Regions from separate parts of the Mus musculus genome. Here region 2 is linked to region 1. Evidence: chromatin contacts called from public promoter capture Hi-C data. All regions are on one chromosome and are shown on one strand. The core of a region is the stretch at or near the end of the contact, and the rest is flanking DNA. Distances in the headings are between cores, read along the strand shown.

Region 1 (5,860 bases), core at 1,833-4,332:
AAATGACTGTAAATTGCTCACATTTTGTTTTGTGGGGAACTGTATTATCCAGTTGTCTGTTGTTCTGGGCTTTAATAAGAGACCAATAGGACTCTGCCTTGTTAAGACATTGAATACAGAGCTGACCACCATTCACAGCTTTAGAAGGCTGGAACAGAGCAGAAAAACAAATAATTGTTGTAAAGATCTTCTGTTTGAGATCTAGCACTGTTTGTTTATTTTGTTTGTATTTGTTTTGTTGTTTGTTTGCTGTGGGTTTTTGTTTGTTTTGTTGTTGTTGCTGTTGCAGTTGTTTATTAGTTGGTGGGTTGGTTGGTTGGTTTGGTTTGGTTTGGTTGGCGTCTTTGTTTTGTGTTTTGAGGTAAGCTCTCCTTAGAGCACTCAAGCCAGCCTTGAACTTGCCTTAGCCAACAGAAGGCTGGCAGGCAAGCACATGCCACTGTACTAAGCAGCCCTGTTTCTTTTAAATAAAATGTGTGTCCCTATAATTCCAAGAGCTCCAAGAACACTTTTCTGCCTGTTCTATATCTGAAAATGCTGCATTTCAGAAGTAAGATCTCCCTGGCTCCGAGGTCCATGAAGAGAATGGAAGTCCAGATAACTCCAAGTTTTCCTGTTCATTCACACTTCCGATGTCTTAATAATTGCTTGCCATTAGTTTGTCTTTAGTTTTATAGACACATGCGCACTGATAATGCCTGTCATCAAAGGCACATATACATACACACACAGTAAGGCAGGCAATTAATCATGATCTCCCCCAAGACCTTATTTTACAGTCAGGAGCCAATTGTCAGCACACATGTTCCTAAATAAACTGACACACATACCAGCTAACAGATTAATTCACATGGAGAAGGCACCGTGGGAAGAAAACCAGTGTTCCCAGATTGCTCAAGCAGGTGCTCTCCCTATTAACATAAAGACCAGTGCTCCCAGCTCTAACCCCCTGGGAACCCTGCCTAAAATCACTATTTCTAATGCACTTGATGCCAGAATCGTTCTGCAAACCGAGAATTTGATTTATACAACCAGAATAGCACTGCTCAGGAAAAAACAGATAGGCTATTGAATCTGGGGGAGGGGGGAGTTCATTTTGGTCTCACACTTGACTCCTTATTTGTTTGATATTCACTATCTATCCCAGACATGCCTTAAACTAGAGATCAGCTCCCCTCCCAGCAGCCCCTCCCCCCACTGCCTCCCAAGTGCTGGGACTGCAGGTGTGTGCTCCCTGACTTTTCAATAGAAGGTAACCCTAAAGGAATACTTCATGTTTCCATATTTTTTTTTTGCAGATGTTGTTCTCAGTCGGGGCTCACAAGCTCTAACGTGATGAATCCCTTGGACACCGACATCTCCTGTGATGAATCTGCTCAGGAGAGAAGCTTGTGCCCTGCTCACTGCCTGGCATGCGCCTTTAGTGGAGAGAATTTTGTTAGCCTTCTTGTCTCTTTTAAGCTAGCTAGTCCTAACGTGGCCAGTCCTCCAAAGCTCAGGCGCTCCATACCTTATGGGCAGAAGAGATTGTTATTGCTTGCACTGAGCTTCACAAAGGAAATCTTTTAGTACATACTTCACCAGTCGGCCTTCCTCAGAACTGAAATGCAAAGACAGAATGGAGGAGTTGGACAGAAGGTTGCAAACATTTACATGACAAACTAGCCTCTCAGAATCCACCAGGGGAACCAGTCACCAGTATTCTAGTACTTTCCTGTCATCTACAAAAATCACTCACAGTCTTTACTAAATACGATTTATAAAAAATGGCCCCTGCAGCTGCCGCAGATATCTCCTAGGCCGGCAGAGATGGGAGGGCGGGACTCGGCTAGAGCTAGAATCCTTGCGGTCTCCGGGCTACGACCAGGCAACAGCTTTCCCAGGACGATCCTAGGAAGAAGGCAGGATGCTCCCCTGGGGAGTTCCGGGGGGCAGGGGAGCTCTGCCTGGACCTAGAGATGGCTGCATCCCAGCAGGGTGGTGACCTTTTGTTTCTACTGGTTTTCAAAGACACCAAGGTTTTGTTCTTAATTCACACGCGCGTGCGCGCGCACACGGGAGAGAGGGAAGGGGGCGGGGAAGAAGGAGTGAGAGAGAAGAGAGAATTAGGACCCAACTAATCCAGCAACAAGCTTGTCCTGGCACCTTGAGAGGTTAACCAATTTCACTCTCCTGTAACTGGAGCGAAGCCTTTCTTTTCTCCCTGAGGGGGACAGAACAGGGTCCCCTCTCTGCAGCCCCCACCCCACCCCCCAGAGACTCAGCTTTCCTGAACAATAACCCAACTGTCTGGACAGGATGGGAAACTGTCTCAGTGAGTTGGGAGCCCACCCTTGTACAAACCCAGACATGCACAAAAAGTTCCGCGTTTCACCGCAGGAAGTGAGGACGGTGGCTTCAGGCATCATTAATCATTTTGAAGCGATTATTCTTAAAAGGGAGTGAAAAAAAAATACAAAGATGCAGCTTGAGTTAGTCATGCCCAATAAAAATCAGCACTTCTCCAAATCGTATTTCCCTGAATCCATGTGGAACGTTTAAGAGCACTCTCCACTGACAAGAGTCCAGACCAGATAGGGAGTCTGTTTCCTCTGTAATTAGAACTCCCTCAAATACTTGGGACCTGACAGGGCTAGATAGGGAAGGGCGCGTGGGGTAGCGGCGAAGCTTTATTTCCTCTGCCTTCCAGCCCAGGAATGCACAACACATTTTAACAAGAAGATAAAGCAAGAACAATTTAGGGTTTTGCGTCCTCGGGGAATCTTTTTTACACCCCCCCCCCAATTGAAATTCCGTAAAACAAAGCTAAGAACAATCCTGCTTTGTCTCCTAATTGAGCTAGGGAACTGTGAAATCCCCTACCCCACCCCCATCACCTCACCAGGCCCCGAGCCCAGCAGGCAGGGGCCGGGAAAGCAGTAATTCCCAAGATTGCCTGCCCCATGGGGTGGGTGCTTACAGAGCAGGTCCATCCTGAGCGGTCATTCAAATCTGCTCACCCTTACAGGAAACACGCCCCGGTCCAGGCCTTTGAAGTAACAGTGTGTCACCAGCAGAAGGAAAGTGATCGCTAGAAAATGAAATCTACTCCATCCTTTCAAAGACATTGCATTTCCTGTGATTCCTGGGTCCAGAGGAAATGCACTCGATGAAATTGAATTAATTTTTTTTTTCCTCCTGAAGTCACCTGGTCTGCCAGAAGCCTCTCTCATCAGTTCCCTCTCACTGAGCCATTGGCCGAGTCCCCAATTTATTCATTTATTTCTTAATCGAGATATCTAGAGCAGAAATCACAGGATATATGTAGAAAACTGCCCCCCTCTTACCATGGCTCCCTCCTCACTCCTGCAGACACTTCACAGGTAAGTGAGCCTAGGGGCTGATGCCACAACCTTCCTCTCCATCCCCCGGGACCATGTTTGTCTATTTTGTTGGTCAGATTTGATTATTATTTGTCATTTTTCTCCTAGCTTAGCCCCCCCCCCCACACACAGAGTTTTTGTACAGTCCCAGGAAGACCCTTAAAAATGTGCTGAGTCACACTGACTTCTAGGAGTTTCAGGGAGGAGCAGGTATCTATCTGTAACCCTGTAGACTGATATTAAAGAGCCTAAGCCGGGTAACCCGAGTGTCCACAGGGGCATGCGGGGCAGCCTGGGGTATTCAGTCAGAGCCAAAACAGGGCAAAGACGTTTGGAAGATGGGATGTAAATGTTCATTTAGGCCGAAAGATGGTGTCCTGCAGTGCAATTAGGACCCAGCCTGGGAAGTCAATGCCCCAGCGGCTAGAGGAGAGAGCTGAAAAAGGAAACCCGCAGCAGAGATGGCAGATGGGTAAAGAGTTACATCATCCAGAGAGGGCAGTCAGGTAAGGAAGAATTTTAAGGATATCAGAAAGACTAGATTGGAAATGGATGTTAATATGAATAGTGTTCAATGGATAAAGATAAATACAAAACTAAGCATTACTCTGTGTTGGTTTTCAGACCGTGGACAAAGCGTTGAGGTGCATATTTAACATACCAAAGTGGATCTGGCCTTCAGGTTCTCCCAGCATCCTTCAGTCTCAACCTGGGTCTCTACCTACCCTCTACATATCCTCTACACATTCCGCTGGCATATCTCCCTCCCTTCTGTCTCCCTCCCCACGGTGACTTTCCTGGCCTCTATCCTTGGGATCGGTGAACTCACTAACCCAGGAAAGGTTTTCCAATAACCTGCCTTTAGATATACTCTAATCTGGCTTAATTTGGCTCGTTTCATGAAATAACTTTTGCTTGTTTGTTTGTTTGTTTGTTTGTTTGTTTTTCGAGACAGGGTTTCTCTGTGTAGCCCTGGTTGTCCTGGAACTCACTCTGTAGAGCAGGCTGGCCTCAAACTCAGAAATCCACCTGCCTATGCCTCCTAAGTGCTGGGGAAATAACTTATTGCTCTGTAATGAAGTATTTAGGAAAAAGGGATGCTAAAGGGTGATATTTTCAAAGTTTCATGTATCCCAGGCTGGCCTCATACCCACTGTGTTGGATCTTGGGACATCTTTGAAGTTCTGACCCTCTTTCTCCTGCTTCTTGGGTGCTGGGATTGCAGGCACATCCTAGTATACCATACATTTGTGATGGATCTAAGTGGAGGTCTTCATCTGTGCTGGCAAGGACTCTCCCAGTGGAGCCGCATCCCTGGCCCCCAGACACTGACTTTTCAGTACCATCCTCTATTCCAGGAAACCAGAGCCTCCTGAACAAACAACTGAATCCAAAACAGAAACTTAGAAAAAGTCAGATGAAGATACTATCTTGCTATGCCAAAAAGGATGCGCTCAAGAAGAAAGATAGAGATGTTAAAGGAACAAACATCAGCCTGACTGAACTCCCACTGGCCACTGAAGGACAATATGAGCATCAAAAAATCATACTATTAGTAGATGAAAATTCGTTGGATGAAATGGGCAACTATGAATTCATTCTGAAGCCAGAAACCGATTGGAAGCTTGATGCAGGGCAAGATCGGGGTAGGGGGATGGGAGTGGGAGAGCAAGAGCCTTCCCTGCTAAATGCTTAACAGATTCAGGAGAGAAAAGAATGGCTTTTAGCTAAGGAAGCCTAGCAGACAGGAAGCTAAAGGAGTGGTCACCAGGAATGTCATCAGCTTTGTGATCTGTGCCACCTGCTAAGACACTAAAGAGAACCCCAGTCACTTCTAGACGGTCTCTCTCCAGAAGGCTCAACCCAGATCTGATTACAAAAGCACAGAGGCACAACCTCAAGAGCAGGTGGATGGTAAGGCCATTGTCGGTCACAAAGCAAGGGGAGGTGCCTAAAGAGATGGCTCAGCAGGTAAGAGAGCTCGCTGCTCCTCCTGAGGTTCCCAGTTGCCATGCCGAGTGGTTCACCACTGCCTGGAACACCAACTCCAAGAGTAGCCCACCAAAGATCCCAGACACCATTTATAGACAACGGAAAGTCTGTTCCACCCGGCCGGTACTATACTCCACAACTCCGGTACTATACTCCAGTACTCCAGAATTCCAGCCAACTAGTACTATATTCCAGTACTCCGGAACTAAGTGTAGCCCTGAGCACTTAGACCAAGGGGCTTTTAAAAGCAAAAAACTGCATCCTGGCTTCTGGCTGGGCAGCTACAGGGGTGTTCCACAAAAGCAAGCAGTTTATCCCAAGCTTAGATACCTGGAGGGGATTCTGCTGAAGGAAGCAGTTTAACAGAAACTAAGTTAGCCAGGGCATCTTGACCTCAGGTTCCTAGAATAGAGTTCTGTCAATTTCCCATGGGAGTCTCCATCAAAGAGATTAAATTCTGCAAGAATACAAGATGCAGGATCCTCTGCAGTGCCTTGCCCTGTCAC
Region 2 (5,860 bases), core at 1,034-3,533, 1.3 Mb before region 1:
AGTTTTAAAATCTTAGTATGATTCTGTTTTTCAATGTTTCATCTGGATGTATGTTTTCTCATCACCTAACGGCTGGGGAAGAGTCCTAGCCTTAGATCATGCTGCCCCTCCCACCTCTCTCCCAAGACTAGGCCTGATCTGAAGACAGCACCTTGAAGCCATTCTTGACAGATAATCAGTTTCCAAGGCTTTGATATAGTCAAGCTGGCTCCAAAAGACACAAACAGTGGCTATTCCAAGGGGAAGCTAATCTGATTGTCCTTGGTGCCAGGACATTCAAGTCTGTCATGGGTGGCGAGCCCGCAGTCATGTGGCACCAGAGGGGCAGCTGTATCAACAGGCCCACACAGGACTCAGCCAGAGACTGACTTTCAAATAAAAGGGAAGGGAAGAGTGGTGGGCAGTGGACACGGAACCCATCTAACACAGTGCAGAGCTGTTAGCAGGCCTGGGTCAGAGGGGGCTAATCCTATGTGAAGGCCTGAGTTCTTAGAAAGCTCAGGGCTTGCCGCTGTTGTGCAATAGCCGCTGTTAGTCCACCACCCATGAACTGGGCATATCTTGGTGCCCTTCCAGAGCATGATTGGTATATCTTGACACTTTGACCAAGATATCCCCACCCAAGACACGGATAACTGCAATGTCCTTGGGTCAGTTCCTTTATGGGTCTGTACAGGTCTCTCCCCCGGCATCACAAGACCATGTAATAAAAGCATTTTCCAAGTCCACAGCATGTGTGTTCTCTGGGTGACAGGCGAACTCAGAGAATGTTGCTTTCAGAACATCTGGCTGTTGGCGCCGTATAAGCTGATATAGTGGGGCTTTCGGTTCCTTCACCTAATGAACTGGTTTGCTAGGTCCCCATCCACTTATGACCCCAACCTTCCCAGAGACCTGAAGACACACAATAGGGGACCATGGGCTGAAGATGAAGGCAGGAACTCCCTGCAGAGCCAGCTGGGTGCTGGATACTGATATTAGCCAGTATGTAAGTCTGCCTTGTTAGAGACCCCATGCTCAGAGCACCCTGACTGTGAGAAAGCCCACATCTGGCCCGCTAGACCTGTGTGCCCACCACATCCCCATGGCTATGTGCTTCCCTGGTGAGCCCCCATCTTACCCTTCCCACTCCACCAGTCCCCAAACCTTTTTGACCCCACCGTGACCCCTTTCTTTGCCTCTGCTTACCAAGCCTAACTCATCCATCAGGAAGCTAACAAGAATGGATGGGCTTTCAAGGAGACAGGAAGCTAGGGAGAAAAGGCAAGGGTGGGAAAGTCCCCAGAGCTCTGGGTGCCTCTGTGTTTGGGTCCAGAGCACACTTGACTTACCTCTCACAGTGGCCTGACCTCTGGTGTGGAAACTAGCACAGTTGGATAGTTGTCAAGTGTCACGGGGCAGGTTACAAATAGCATGGGGATTAGCAAACCCATCAGACACTCCGTTCAAGGGCAGGGAGAGTTAACAGTTTAATCTCCAGAGCTCCAGGAAGGGTGCTTTATGGCAAAGGAGGGCTGCATGCATATATATGACCAGGAAGGGACAGGGGTGACCCACTACAGGACTTGCTGGGTATAAGCTTCAGTCTACGAGCTAGGCTATCATGTTGAATGGTTAGCATACAAGGTCCCCGGCCTCACTCTTCAGGGACTCCTGGGGGTCCCCATTATCCTCTTGTAGAAAACTACCTGCGAGGTTCTAGGTCCCGGGACTCCCGTCAAGGTCTCAGAGTAGTATAGTAGAAGGGCCACCTGCCCTCGGACTGGCAGTGGCGGCAGAATGGCGGGGGTTGAGGGTGGGGGGCTGCTTGGTCGTGGACTGTGGCCCGACTTTCCCTGTTGCTCTTCCCCGGGGCTCAGGTATTCCTCAGCCGGCCCCTTCCCCCTCCCGGAGCGCTGCACCTAGGCTGCTAAGGGACCAGCTCCTTTCTCAGATGCCCGCCTCCGTGTCGCCACTTCACGCAGCCCCAGCTGGACTCGCTGGCACCCACAACTTGGTGGAGCGTGCCCATCTGCCTCCCCCCCGCCCCCCACGTCGATCCCTCGCTTGCACTGCCAAGTCTTATGGTCCCAGGGCCGCGAAGCTGACCCTAGTTCTGTGCTCCGGAGCGGCGCGCCGGTGCCTCAGGAGGGCAGCGCCCGGTGGCGGCCAGATCCTACCGGCCAGCCCTGCCCTGCCCTGCCCGGCCGCCGCACCCGCGAGCCGGGCTCTGCCTGGCTCTCTGCACACGGAGGAGGCCCGCCCTCCGCGCCCGGACGCGCAGAGAGGGTGTGCGTGGAGCCAGGGGTGTGGCGGAGAGTCCCAGGACCAGCAGCGCAGGTAAGGGGCTCCCCGAAAGGCAGCTGCTCCTGAGTCCCCGCAAAGACATTCTCCTCTCCAGGCCTTGCTTTGCCAACCCTCCAGAGCTTTGGATGAAGAGATGTGCCGTTGATTTGGGTCTGGCTTTTGGAATATGCAAAGGAGCGTTTAGTAGGGCAGATTTGGCTTTGTGAGGAAACTGAGTTTAGAGTAGAAAAAGTTCGGCTTCGTATATAATTTCCCATCTATTTGGTTGTCCCTGGGTGTCCGTGTTTTGAGCGCACCTAAGGGGGCCGCTGAAGCGATCCTCGCCTTAGTTTGGATCAGGGACAAACATGTTCTAGTAGGTGTCCTGGAGTGAAAGAAAGTACAAATCTAGTTCGGTGCTTCTACTGTTTTTGTGTTGGTGTTTGAGAATTTGCCTTAAAACAGGTGAAGCTCAGCGACTGGCTACAAAGCTGAAGACACCAAAAAAACCCAGTGAGTTAAAGCAGCGGTGGGATTATGTGATTGGGGGAAGATGTGTTTTAAATTAGCAGGATGCTTTAAGTCTTCCATCTTAGCATCACCATGAAATGTGGCTTTTGCAAGTTTGAGAGAAATGCATCCTTCACTCCTCTGCGTCTTCTTCTTCTTCTTCTTCTTCTTCTTTTTTTTTTCTCCACTTCCTTCTGATTCTATCACACTCTCCCTGGGAAAAGCACTTCCTAGGACAGCAATGTCACCCATCTCCTTCCATCACCCAAACTCACCTTCCTTACCCACGAGCCTGGCAAGATGATCTTGGTCTTGCAGCTGTGAGCTCCGTCAGAGGATCATGAATGTGAATGGCAGAATATGTTTGAAAGTTTTCTGTGTTTGACTATGTCCTTCCTGACTTTGGATTGTGTTCGTGAGAGCTACAGTGAGGTCTTGTACTCCCATTTACCAGACTGAGGCAAGGTCAATGGTTCAAAGATCAGTGCTGTGTGAACCAGCATGCCCTTTAACCATTGCTTGCGAGGTCAGGTAATAATACTCTTTTGTTTTTGTTTTATTTTGAGACAGGGTCTCTCTATTACGTAGCTCTGGCTGTCTTGGAACTCACTCTGTAGATCAGGCTGGCCTCAAGCTTAGAGATCCTCCTACCACTGTCTCCCATTAATGGTGTGTGCCACCGTGACCTTGTGTCGACTCGTGGAAGGTGCTTTTTCACTTAGTTCCACTTTTGGTTTCCCAGCAAGTTTTGTTAGCCTTCTGTGCTTTGTAACTACTCTCTGTTTACTGTGTCTAGGCCTCTGTGGAAGTAGGTGGCACTGTGGAGGAGGGTGCCTGACGGCCACTTGCCACCTGTCCGCCTACCTGAGGACACTGTCCGCCTTGGCGATGGGGCTAGACGTCACCTGTTGGGTCAGATCCTCTCAGGTCATGCCAGTGTCCTGAAACTGAGCTGCCAGTAGGGGCGGGGTGTCCGGGCAGCCTCGGGGTTTGCTTCTTGAAACCACAAGGATCACATTTTGACAGAATTAAAGTAAAAGTCCACAAACCCACTGTCTTTTCGAACCATCTTTTTGTTTTATCGAAACTGCTGACATTGGATCATGTGCTGAGGGAGCCTTACAATAGAGTGGGAAATGAAAAGTTGCTGGAGTCTTAAACAGGAAGTGGAAAGTTAGTTATTGGACAAAAATTTACCAAGATGCTCAGAGCAGTTCTGACATCATTCTAGGCAGTTGTAGATCAGAAACTATTCCTGTTGCTCTTTCCTTATCTGCCTTTTTTGGGGGGGGGGGCTGGAGGAATGAGTTTGTAGGACTCAGGACAGGAAAAGCCACACCCACACCACCAGTCATTTTATTTATTTTTTAAAAAGATTTTCTTATCTCAGAAGCATGGTAATTGAATTTCCTCTTTTTTTTGATATATTCATGAAATTACACATTTGGGAGTCTTTGAATGCCAGTTCACCTGACTCATAGGCCAAGTCATTGTTCTACAGTAGACCAATGACACGAAGTTCCGCCTCCTGACAGGTCACCCCTCTGTGATTTCTGCAATGGCCAGCAAGAGATCAGAACTGGTCAGACATACCTGTGCTCAAGGTAATTTTGCATTTATTATTGCTTGCAGAGCCTGCAACTGCTGGAGGGAAGGAAACACATTTCTTCACATCAGGGAACAACGAGGAGGCCTTTTCTTTTCTGGCCATGTCTTCTGTAGGAACTGCTGAGCCAGATGGAGACCAGAGGGACCGGCATGTCAGCAAGCTCATTTTCTTCCTCTTTGTCTTCGGTGCAGCTCTGTTGTGTGTTGGGGTCCTGCTCTCCATCTTTGGGTACCAGGCATGCCAATATAAGCCCCTCTCACACTGCAGCATAGTGCTGAAGATTGCTGGGCCTTCGTGTGCAGTGGTGGGCCTTGGGGCTGTGATTCTGGCCCGGTCCCGGGCACGCCTGCATCTACGGGAGCGACAGCGGCAAGGCCTTCAGGACCCTGACCAATCCTTCTTCTGTGGAGAGAGCCGCCAGTTTGCCCAGTGTCTCATCTTTGGGTTCTTGTTTCTGACCAGTGGCATGCTCATTAGCATACTGGGCATTTGGGTGCCAGGATGTGACTCAGATTGGGCACAGGAACCACTGAATGAGACAAACACCGGAGAAGGAGAACCCCAGATCTGTGGCTTCCTTTCTCTGCAGATCATGGGGCCCTTGGTTGTGCTTGTGGGACTGTGTTTCTTTGTGGTGGCCCATGTTAAGAAGAAAAACAACTTGAGTTCAAGCCGAGATACCTCTGAGGTCGAAGGTGGACACGCCCACAGCACGGAGCCTGTCCACATCACTGTAGGTAAGTGTCTGTCATTTGTGCACTTTCTCAAGTCACAGTGGATGTTGCTTTAAGACTTTACTGTGCTTCTCTAGGGCTGGTATAGATTCTTTTTCTCAATTCCTCTGTCTCATACTTGAGCACACAGATATCCTATCACCACCACCACCACCACCACCACCACACACACACACACACACATTGCTGTCCCTGCCTGTGGTATGCCCTGTGGGAATTCTTCTCTCACCAGCAACACTATCATTTAGCAGACGAATTAAGGCAGTGAGTATGGCCCTGACTGGGGACAAAGGTGGCTTTAGAGCCTTCTGTTGTCTTAGGGACCAACCAAGTGATTTCCATCTCCCTGGTCCTTCTCATGCTGGGCTGGAGCATCAGTTTCAGTTCAGGAACACTATTGGGGGTCCCCTCACTGTCTTCAGACACAGAAAGGTTGAGTAATAAGGGCCCCTGAGCTTGAAAGTGTGGAGGTACATAGAAGGGACAAATAGATAAGACACAGCTCATGTTTGGGACATCCTCTGGCCCCTTCACTGGTGATGGGCGAAGGGAATGAGCTCACTGGGTCTCGGGACTCCCGAGGTACCAGGCTTGGAGGGGACGAGCAGATGAGTTTGTAGAATGCACTGTCCTTAACTAGAGCAAACTCTCCAGCTCACTTATTTGTGTCTATAAATGTTTATAGAGACAATGCAAGTCTCATGCTAACTAGTGCTCACAGAGGATCTAATTCTGTGCCAAA

What was found. Promoter capture Hi-C pulls out the DNA fragments that hold promoters and counts their contacts.
Region 2: a promoter capture Hi-C map of liver shows a contact between it and region 1, with 3 times the contacts expected there. The contact joins the promoter of Tmem171 here to the promoter of Lncenc1 in region 1. A contact is called at or near these places in 2 of 39 promoter capture datasets (both in liver).

What each region holds. Positions count from the first base shown.
Region 1 is chr13:97,432,192-97,438,051 of GRCm38.p6, reverse strand. It overlaps Lncenc1 (long non-coding RNA, embryonic stem cells expressed 1), which reads right to left and starts at 3,082. Exons shown (of 2, transcript NR_110432.1): 1 at 2,960-3,082.
Region 2 is chr13:98,691,265-98,697,124 of GRCm38.p6, reverse strand. Tmem171 (transmembrane protein 171) reads left to right here and starts at 2,283. Exons shown (of 4, transcript NM_001373965.1): 1 at 2,283-2,319; 2 at 4,408-5,121. The coding sequence starts at 4,485.